Regions from separate parts of the Ovis aries genome. Here region 1 is linked to region 2. The links are chromatin contacts, called in public Hi-C maps. All regions are on one chromosome and are shown on one strand. Each heading gives the region's core, a stretch centred on a gene start, on an enhancer-like site or on the middle of the called end of the contact. The rest is flanking DNA. Distances are from core to core; before and after follow the strand shown.

What was found. Hi-C and Micro-C count contacts between places; a contact is called where the count stands out from the background.
Region 1: a Hi-C map of hypothalamus shows a contact between it and region 2, with 4 times the contacts expected there. The contact joins two enhancer-like sites. A contact is called at or near these places in 8 of 16 Hi-C or Micro-C datasets (blood, hypothalamus, liver and 4 more).

What each region holds. Positions count from the first base shown.
Region 1 is chr1:78,715,572-78,719,102 of ARS-UI_Ramb_v3.0, reverse strand. The region is part of intron 1 of LOC121819842 (a long non-coding RNA gene); the gene reads right to left. Among named protein-coding and RNA genes, the nearest start is that of TRNAW-CCA, 95 kb to the right of the region's middle. Within about 2 kb of position 2,007, at least 3 of the 54 cell types and tissues checked have an H3K27ac peak or open chromatin away from gene starts, as enhancers often do. A contact at or near this core is called in hypothalamus, where this site is marked.
Region 2 is chr1:78,672,711-78,676,376 of ARS-UI_Ramb_v3.0, reverse strand. No RefSeq gene overlaps it. Among named protein-coding and RNA genes, the nearest start is that of TRNAW-CCA, 53 kb to the right of the region's middle. Within about 2 kb of position 2,381, at least 17 of the 54 cell types and tissues checked have an H3K27ac peak or open chromatin away from gene starts, as enhancers often do. A contact at or near this core is called in hypothalamus, where this site is marked.

The sequences.
Region 1 (3,531 bases), core at 758-3,257, 43 kb before region 2:
CCAAAAACTCTTATGTAAAGAGATATTGTCTAGTTAAGCAAAATTTCATTGAACCTGAATTATTTGTTTTCTGCCTAGGAAATTACAGATAATTAACTTATTCTCTAATAAATTCCAGCAAGGCTTTCCTGTAGAAAAACCTAAAAGTGATATTTAGAACTATTCTTTCCTCTTAAAATTTCTATTACTGGAAGCCCTTAGCTGAACTAAATCAACCTTGAAATTTGAGATGCTGGTGTGTACTACAGCACCCTGGGATCCAATGGCAATGCAGTGGTGAAATTAGGAGAGCTCATGAAATAAGACCCAGATGCACGTTCCCTTCCTTAATCCCTCCATCTCCTCATATTCTTGTGATCCTCTTGCCCCTATTTGGACAGTTTCCTCTTATGATGATGCTGCATTCTTGCATCAGGCATGTCTGCTCCCTTCCTTTTATGGAGGGGCTTGGAAGACACAGCCCTTTTACAGCCTCCACCCAGGCAGGTCCCCAGATCTCTGGGGTACCAGCCTGGGGCCAGATCAAGAAGGGCCTGAAGTCAAGAAACCCTTGCAATTCTCTCTAAGGTTACTATCTTTTCATTCACTATTGAAATTATTCCTCTTCCAGCATCGCATGTAAGCCTTTCTGACAGCTTCTGAATTTCCATAGAGAAGGGATTTAGTGGTAGCAATCTACTTTAATAGGGGGCTAAAGGACTAGCCTTGAAGCTATGTGCATGGAAAGTACACAGTTTGGGGTTGGGTTATATATTCAAAGTCAGTTTTTAAAAATAAATTTGTATAAAGATACATAATACAAAACATATCTTTCATCGTCATGATCAGACAATGAGCAGTTAGTGGGGATAATGCAGGCAAAAGGCCCAAATGATCCGGTGATACCGTATTATGGTTTCAGTCTTGTAGACAGGCTCAGTACACTCAGTGAAGAATAATTCTTTAATCTCTGCCTCCAATCTAGGGAATTTTTTCAGGGCTGTAAGCCAGGCCGGGATGGAGCTGGGATGGAGCTGCCCCTGAGCATGCATTTCTAGTGCAGCCAGGGACTGTGCCTCCTGGAACCGGATGCTCTAGCGCAGTTTCCTTCTTCATCTCTGCCCTCCCTACTTCCCTGGGTGGTGGTGGTTTAGTCACTAAGTTGTGTCCGACTCTTTGTGACCCCATGTAGCCCACCAGGCTCCTCTGTCCATGGGATTTCCCAGACAAGAATATTGGAGTGGGTTGCTGTTTCCTTCTCCCAACCCAGGGATTGAACCTGGGTCTCCTGCATTGCAGGTAGGTTCTTTACTGAGTCACTGGGAAGCCCTCTCTACTCCCTTAACTCAAGGCAAATCTCTCCTAAACTTCCTGAGCCTCTGGAGAATGTTGGTTATGGTCCACGGGTCTCACCCAAGGAGAATCAACTCAAGATATTTTGGTTGTCTAAAATTTGCTTCTACAATTTCTATCTTTTCTGGTTTTCCTCAGTTTAGAAATAACATGAGTTTGAGTGAACTCCAGGAGTTAGTGATGGACAGGGAAGCCTGGCGTGCTGCGGTCCATAGCGTCGCAAAGAGTCGGACACGACTGAGTGACTGAACTGAACTGAACTGAAAGGCTTCCCACGTGGCACAGTGACAAAGAAGCTGCCTGCCAATGCAGGAGAGGCAAGAGATGCAGGTTCAATCCCTGGTTCAGTTCAGGAAGATTCCCTGGAATAGGAAATGGCAACCCACTCCCATATTCTTGCCTGGGAAATTCCATGAACAGAGGAGTCTGAAGGGCTACAGTCACAAAGGGATCACAAAGAATCAGACACGACTGAGCACACACACAAAGGCTAAAGTAATCATCCCAACATAATCCTCACTTTCCCAGGCTACCCTGACCCCTCTTCGACACTATACTGGGAAAACGAGCCTGGTCCACGCTATTTTCTCTCCCAGGTCGCCTCCTCTCCCCAACAGTTCCCAAGTATCTAGCAAACTGAGGCAGGCTTTTTTCTCAGTTGTTGCTATTCTCTTCTCTACCACATGGTGGCACTATTCTCCGGCAGCTTTTTCCCTGCCCCTGATTAAGAAAATAGAGACCTGAGTTGCAGGAAGGGTTCTCCCTGCACCTGGATTTAGGGTGAATATCAGGTGGTGCAGTGGTAAAGAATGTGCCTTCCGATCCAGAAGACACGGGTTAGATCCCTGGGTTGGGAAGATCCCCTGGAAGAGGAAACACACTTCAGTATTCTTGCCTGAAAAATTCTGTGGACAGAGGAGCCTGGTGAGCTACAGTCCATGGGGTGGCAAAGAAATGCTTGAGAATACTTGAAACTCATCAGCCCGCATTAACTTTAAAAGTGCCCCTTTTCCATGAAACATGAATCAGAACCTAAGGACAGAGTTCAATATCTTGAATCTCCAAACTTAAAGCAAGTTTCCTGTTAGAGGGAGTATAGCATCCTAAGGTCCATCTTTGAGTCAGAAGTCACTTGTGCCATTTTCCCCAAGAGGCCTTCATATAAATAAGACTCCCAGATGATTCCCCATGATGTCCCCACTCTAGATTTCATCACATCCATAATGCTCATGCCATTTCCTTCCCCAGCAGAGAGACTCCAGGCTTTGAGATCAGGTCTGTGGCTAAACTCAAGTTCCATCCTTACTGGTCAGTAGCCAAATACTCCTTTGAATACTCAGTTTCCTCAGATACAAAGTGGGAATAACAGTACTTAAGTCAGGGATACCATGGGATGTCCTATGCAAAGCATGGTACTCTGTGTATAGGAGATGATCAGTAAACGCTTGCTCCCCTTTCCTCTCCTTATCCGCATGCTCAGCTCCTTCACTAGGTGATCTTTGCCCAGACTCCAGGGCCCATCAAGCTAATCTACTTTCAGTGGTGTATGCTGTGCTCAGTTGTGTCTGACTCTTTGCAACCCCATGGATTTTAGCCCGCCAAGCTCCTCTGTACGTGGAATTTTCCAAGCAGCTATACTGGAATCGGTTGTCATTTCCTTCTCCAGGAGAGCTTACCAACCCAGGGATCGAACCTGTCTCCTGCATTGACCCACAGATTCTTTACACTAGCACCACCTGGGAGGCCTACTTTCAATATAAAATGAATGAAAGTCACTCAGTCATATCCAACTCTTTGCAAGCCCATAGACTATATAGTCCATGGAATTCTCCAGGCCAGAAAACTGCAGTGGATAGCCGTTCCCTCCTCCAGAGATCTTTCCAACACAGGGATTGAACCCAGGTCTCCCACATTGAAGGAAGATTCTTTACTAGCTGAGCCACCAAGGAAGCCCAAGAATACTGGGGTGGGTAGCCTATCCCTTCTCCAGCGGAGCTTCCCCACCCAGGAATCAAACGAGGGTCTCCTGCATTGCGGGCGGATTCTTTACCAGCTGAGCTACCAGGGATGTCCTTTCAATATACAGCTCTATTTATTTACATATCCAAACAGCAATTATGAGTCCCTGGTGACTCAGCTGGTAAAGAATCTGCCTGCAATGCTGGAGACCTGGGTTTCATCCCTGGGCCACGAAAATCC
Region 2 (3,666 bases), core at 1,132-3,631:
TTCAGAAAATGATGGGGCAGCTTCAGATTTCAGTTCATTCGAAGGGATGTTAAAGGAAAAAAAACTTATTCATGACACTTCTTAGAGAAATTTAAGGCAGACTTTATTTGAGGGTTGAAGGACCACTGCAATGGGGTTCCACAGTGGGAGAGAAAGACTGCCTTAACTCCAAATACAACAATAAAAAGTGGAGATTTATGGTGGAGAATCAGGGTGAGGTCAGTGGATACAAAATTGCTAAGAGGAAACATCAGGAGTAAAAGAAGGTTCTAGTAAACTGACTCCCCAGGATTCTTGCTGAAGGCAGCCAGGGTGATCAGAACCCAGGGTGATGGTGAAACATGAGGAACTTAATTAGACTCTGAGGCTGATCAGATATTAAGGGTGGGGGACTCTTGTTAAACTGACTGAGGATTCTTGGTAAAACTGGACAACGCAGAGACAAACAGGGAAGTCCAAAAGTCAAGGCCTAGTTGGAAAAGAGCTCAAAGGAGCCTGATTAGAGTTTGGTCAAGGAGAGAATCTTTGTCAAGCACTGGAAAAAAACAAAAACAAATAAAACCAGAAGGAAAAAAACTCAATTATATCATAATGACAAATCAAGAACAGCTGTGGAGTACATATACGTCTTCTATATTTTCTTTCTTATTCTTCTAAAATGAAGATAATAACCATGCAGTCTATACTATCATTAAAGTATATATTCACTGCAAACCGAAGCGCAACCTGGCCCGAGGGAGCAAAACATCATATGAGTTCACTGCCTGAAATCTGTCATCACAGAACCATGCCTTAAAAGATTTTGCCCTTCCTTTTCTCATCTTTCCTCCTCTCATAGGGAGCAGCAGGGCATTTTCCATTTGAATTTGCTGCTGAGAATAGATTTTGAGTACCTCAGGGTAAACTGAGAAGTGGTACCCACGTAGTACTCTTAAAGTTAGAACATTTGTCTCCCTTACATCTATCGGCATTTTATTCCTAGCACCAATTCCTACATGATCATCTTCCTTGCTCCCCTACAAGTAGGAGATGCCTCGAACATTTAAAAACTAATCAAGCAAAGACATGGGAGAATCTTAGATGCATATTTCAAAGTGAAAGAAGCCAGTCTGAAAAGGTTACATGCTGTATGATTCCAACTATATGACACTCTGGACAAGGTGGAACTATAGACATTAAAAAAATTAGTGGTTACTAAGGGTGGGGAAGGAGGGAGATGAATAGGCAGAACAGACAGGATTTTAGAGCAGTGAAACTATTCTGTAGGCTACTATAATGTCAGATTACATGTCATTATACATTTGTCAAGACTCATAGAATGTAAAACACTAAAAGTAAACTCTAAGATAAACTATGGACTTCATTCTAGAGAGTGATGTTAATAATCAGAGGCTATGGTGGGGGTGGGAGGGTGGTAAGGGAGAAATTTCTGCATCTTCCTCTCAATTTTGTTGTAAATCTAAAACTTCTCTTTAAAAACTGTCTTATAAAAAGACGAATGAAGCCTCATTATTTTGAATTTTATACTATTTTGGGAAATGCAAACTTTTGTGTTGGGATGAGATTTACAGGACAGGGTTTCAGAAAAGTTTCTAAACCACTTAATAGCACAAACACCATAATAAGGCCTCTGACAAATGCCTTCTTTTCCGGAGATAAACTATTTCTCTTTGGGGGATAGTTAAGCGAAAACCATTCCCTGACACCACCTGATGGGAGTGTAAAGGATCGCTATGCAGGTGCCAGGGGAGCCAAAGGGAAGCGTGGAGGGAGGCCTTCTCTTCTTACCTCACTACACCCCAGTGTTCAGGGCTGTGTTTAGCGCTGGCCACACCTCTCCCTCAAAACCGGGTGGTGCTGTGAGAGACACAGTGAGGACTCCAGGAGAAGAAAGGCAGGCGGGGACGCCAATGCAAAACTGGAGATCAAAGTGGTCTCCGACTAAAGGCGGCGGGTCTGCATGAGGAAGTGGCATGTGGGGGTAGGGGCATTCCCTCTCACACTTGGCCGTGAACCCCGCAAAGGGCTGCAGAAACAGTGCTGAACAGAAATGGCTCTGCAACAAGCAGATATAACACCTTTGAGGCCAGGCCGGGGAGCTTGCCGGCGCTAAAACCTAAGCTGTAGGGAAGGGTGGTGGTGGGGTATACAAAGAACAAAGGAAAGTCGGAAATCTCACGAGTATCAAAGAAAAGGGCTCGAAGAAATGCTGCCGGGGGGAAAAAAAAGCTTCAACTCGAGATGCTTCCGGAATTTTCGGATGCTGATGTAGCCGCCTCCGCTGCCCTCTGCAGCTGCGCCTCTGAGCGCTGCCTTCTCTCTAACTGCCACTTTGATACCACAGTCTTTTGAAGTCTTTTTTCCGTATATTTGTCATTCACTTCTGCATCAGAAAGAAGTCGCTGTTCCAGGGCTTACCCGGTCGAGAGGCTCTGCTAGGAGCGAGGCAAAGACAGGTCCGTGGGCGCCCTCTCCTGATTCTACTGCGAAGCTGCAGCTGGTAGAGCTGAAAAAAGAGCGCGTGCGTTTTTCCCGTTACCGGTGCAGCAAATTTTCATTTAAATTACCCGGTATCTGTGGCTATCAACCTTAAGCGATCACCAGAAACGCCTGGAGGGAAGCGTAAAAACAAGATTTCTGGGTGCCGCCCCCAGAGTTTCTGATTCAGTAAGTTTGGAGTACAGCCCAGTAATTTGCATTTCTAGCGAGTTCCCAGGTGATACTGGTTAAGGGAACAGAGTCCCAGAACGACTGCTGTCTACCCAAGAGACTGGGCAAGGTAGGAAGGCACTTTAGAAAATCAGTGGACCTTATTTTCTGGATTATTGGTGCTAATTTTAGGTTTCCAAATAGACTTTCTGAGAAGAATGTTTCCTGAAATTGTTGTCAGATTTACTTTATTTCGGGTTTTCCAGTGGCTCAGACAGTAAAGAATCTGGTGCAATGCAGGAGATGCAAGAGACAAGAGTTCAATCCCTGGGTGGGGAAGATCCCCTGGAGAAGGAAATGGCAGCCCACTCCAGTATTCTTGCCTGGGAAATCCCATGGACAGAGGAGCCTGGTAGGCTACAGTCAATGGGGTCACAAAGAGTCAGACACGACTGAGTGACTAACACTTTATTCTAAAGCAGCTCTTCGGAAACTGAAAAAGCTTTCAACTTGCCAGCGTGTCACTCAAGGTAGTGAATGGTGCCACCTGAAGACCAGAGGTCCAGGCCCCCACCAGTGCGCTCCCTCTCACAGCCTGCAGGAACCTCAAGTATCCTGCCATGACCTTGATGCGTAGCAACGTCTATAACGGCCACCTAGGGGAAAAACACACCTCAAATGCTGCTGAGACAGGAGAATTCACCACACACGCACGTACCTACCACCTCCAGACTGCTTTCACCAGCAACACCCACCTTCTTCTGAAGATCTGTGGCACCAAAGCACCCTGGGGTGTGGCTGTGGTAACTTTCCTCCCTGCTCTCCTGTGTGTGGTGGCAGGTGTGAGAAAGCCAGTTCTTGGTTGTTGCTGGGTTTAGGTGTTTTGAGGCCCCAGTCTGCCCTCAGGACAGGCTCTCTCACAGAGCTCTGCCTCACACCTTCAACTGCACTTCCTTCTCACTTGATGCTTTACATGCTCTGAACATACTTACAGTTTCTTCTCTCTGCCCACAGAAC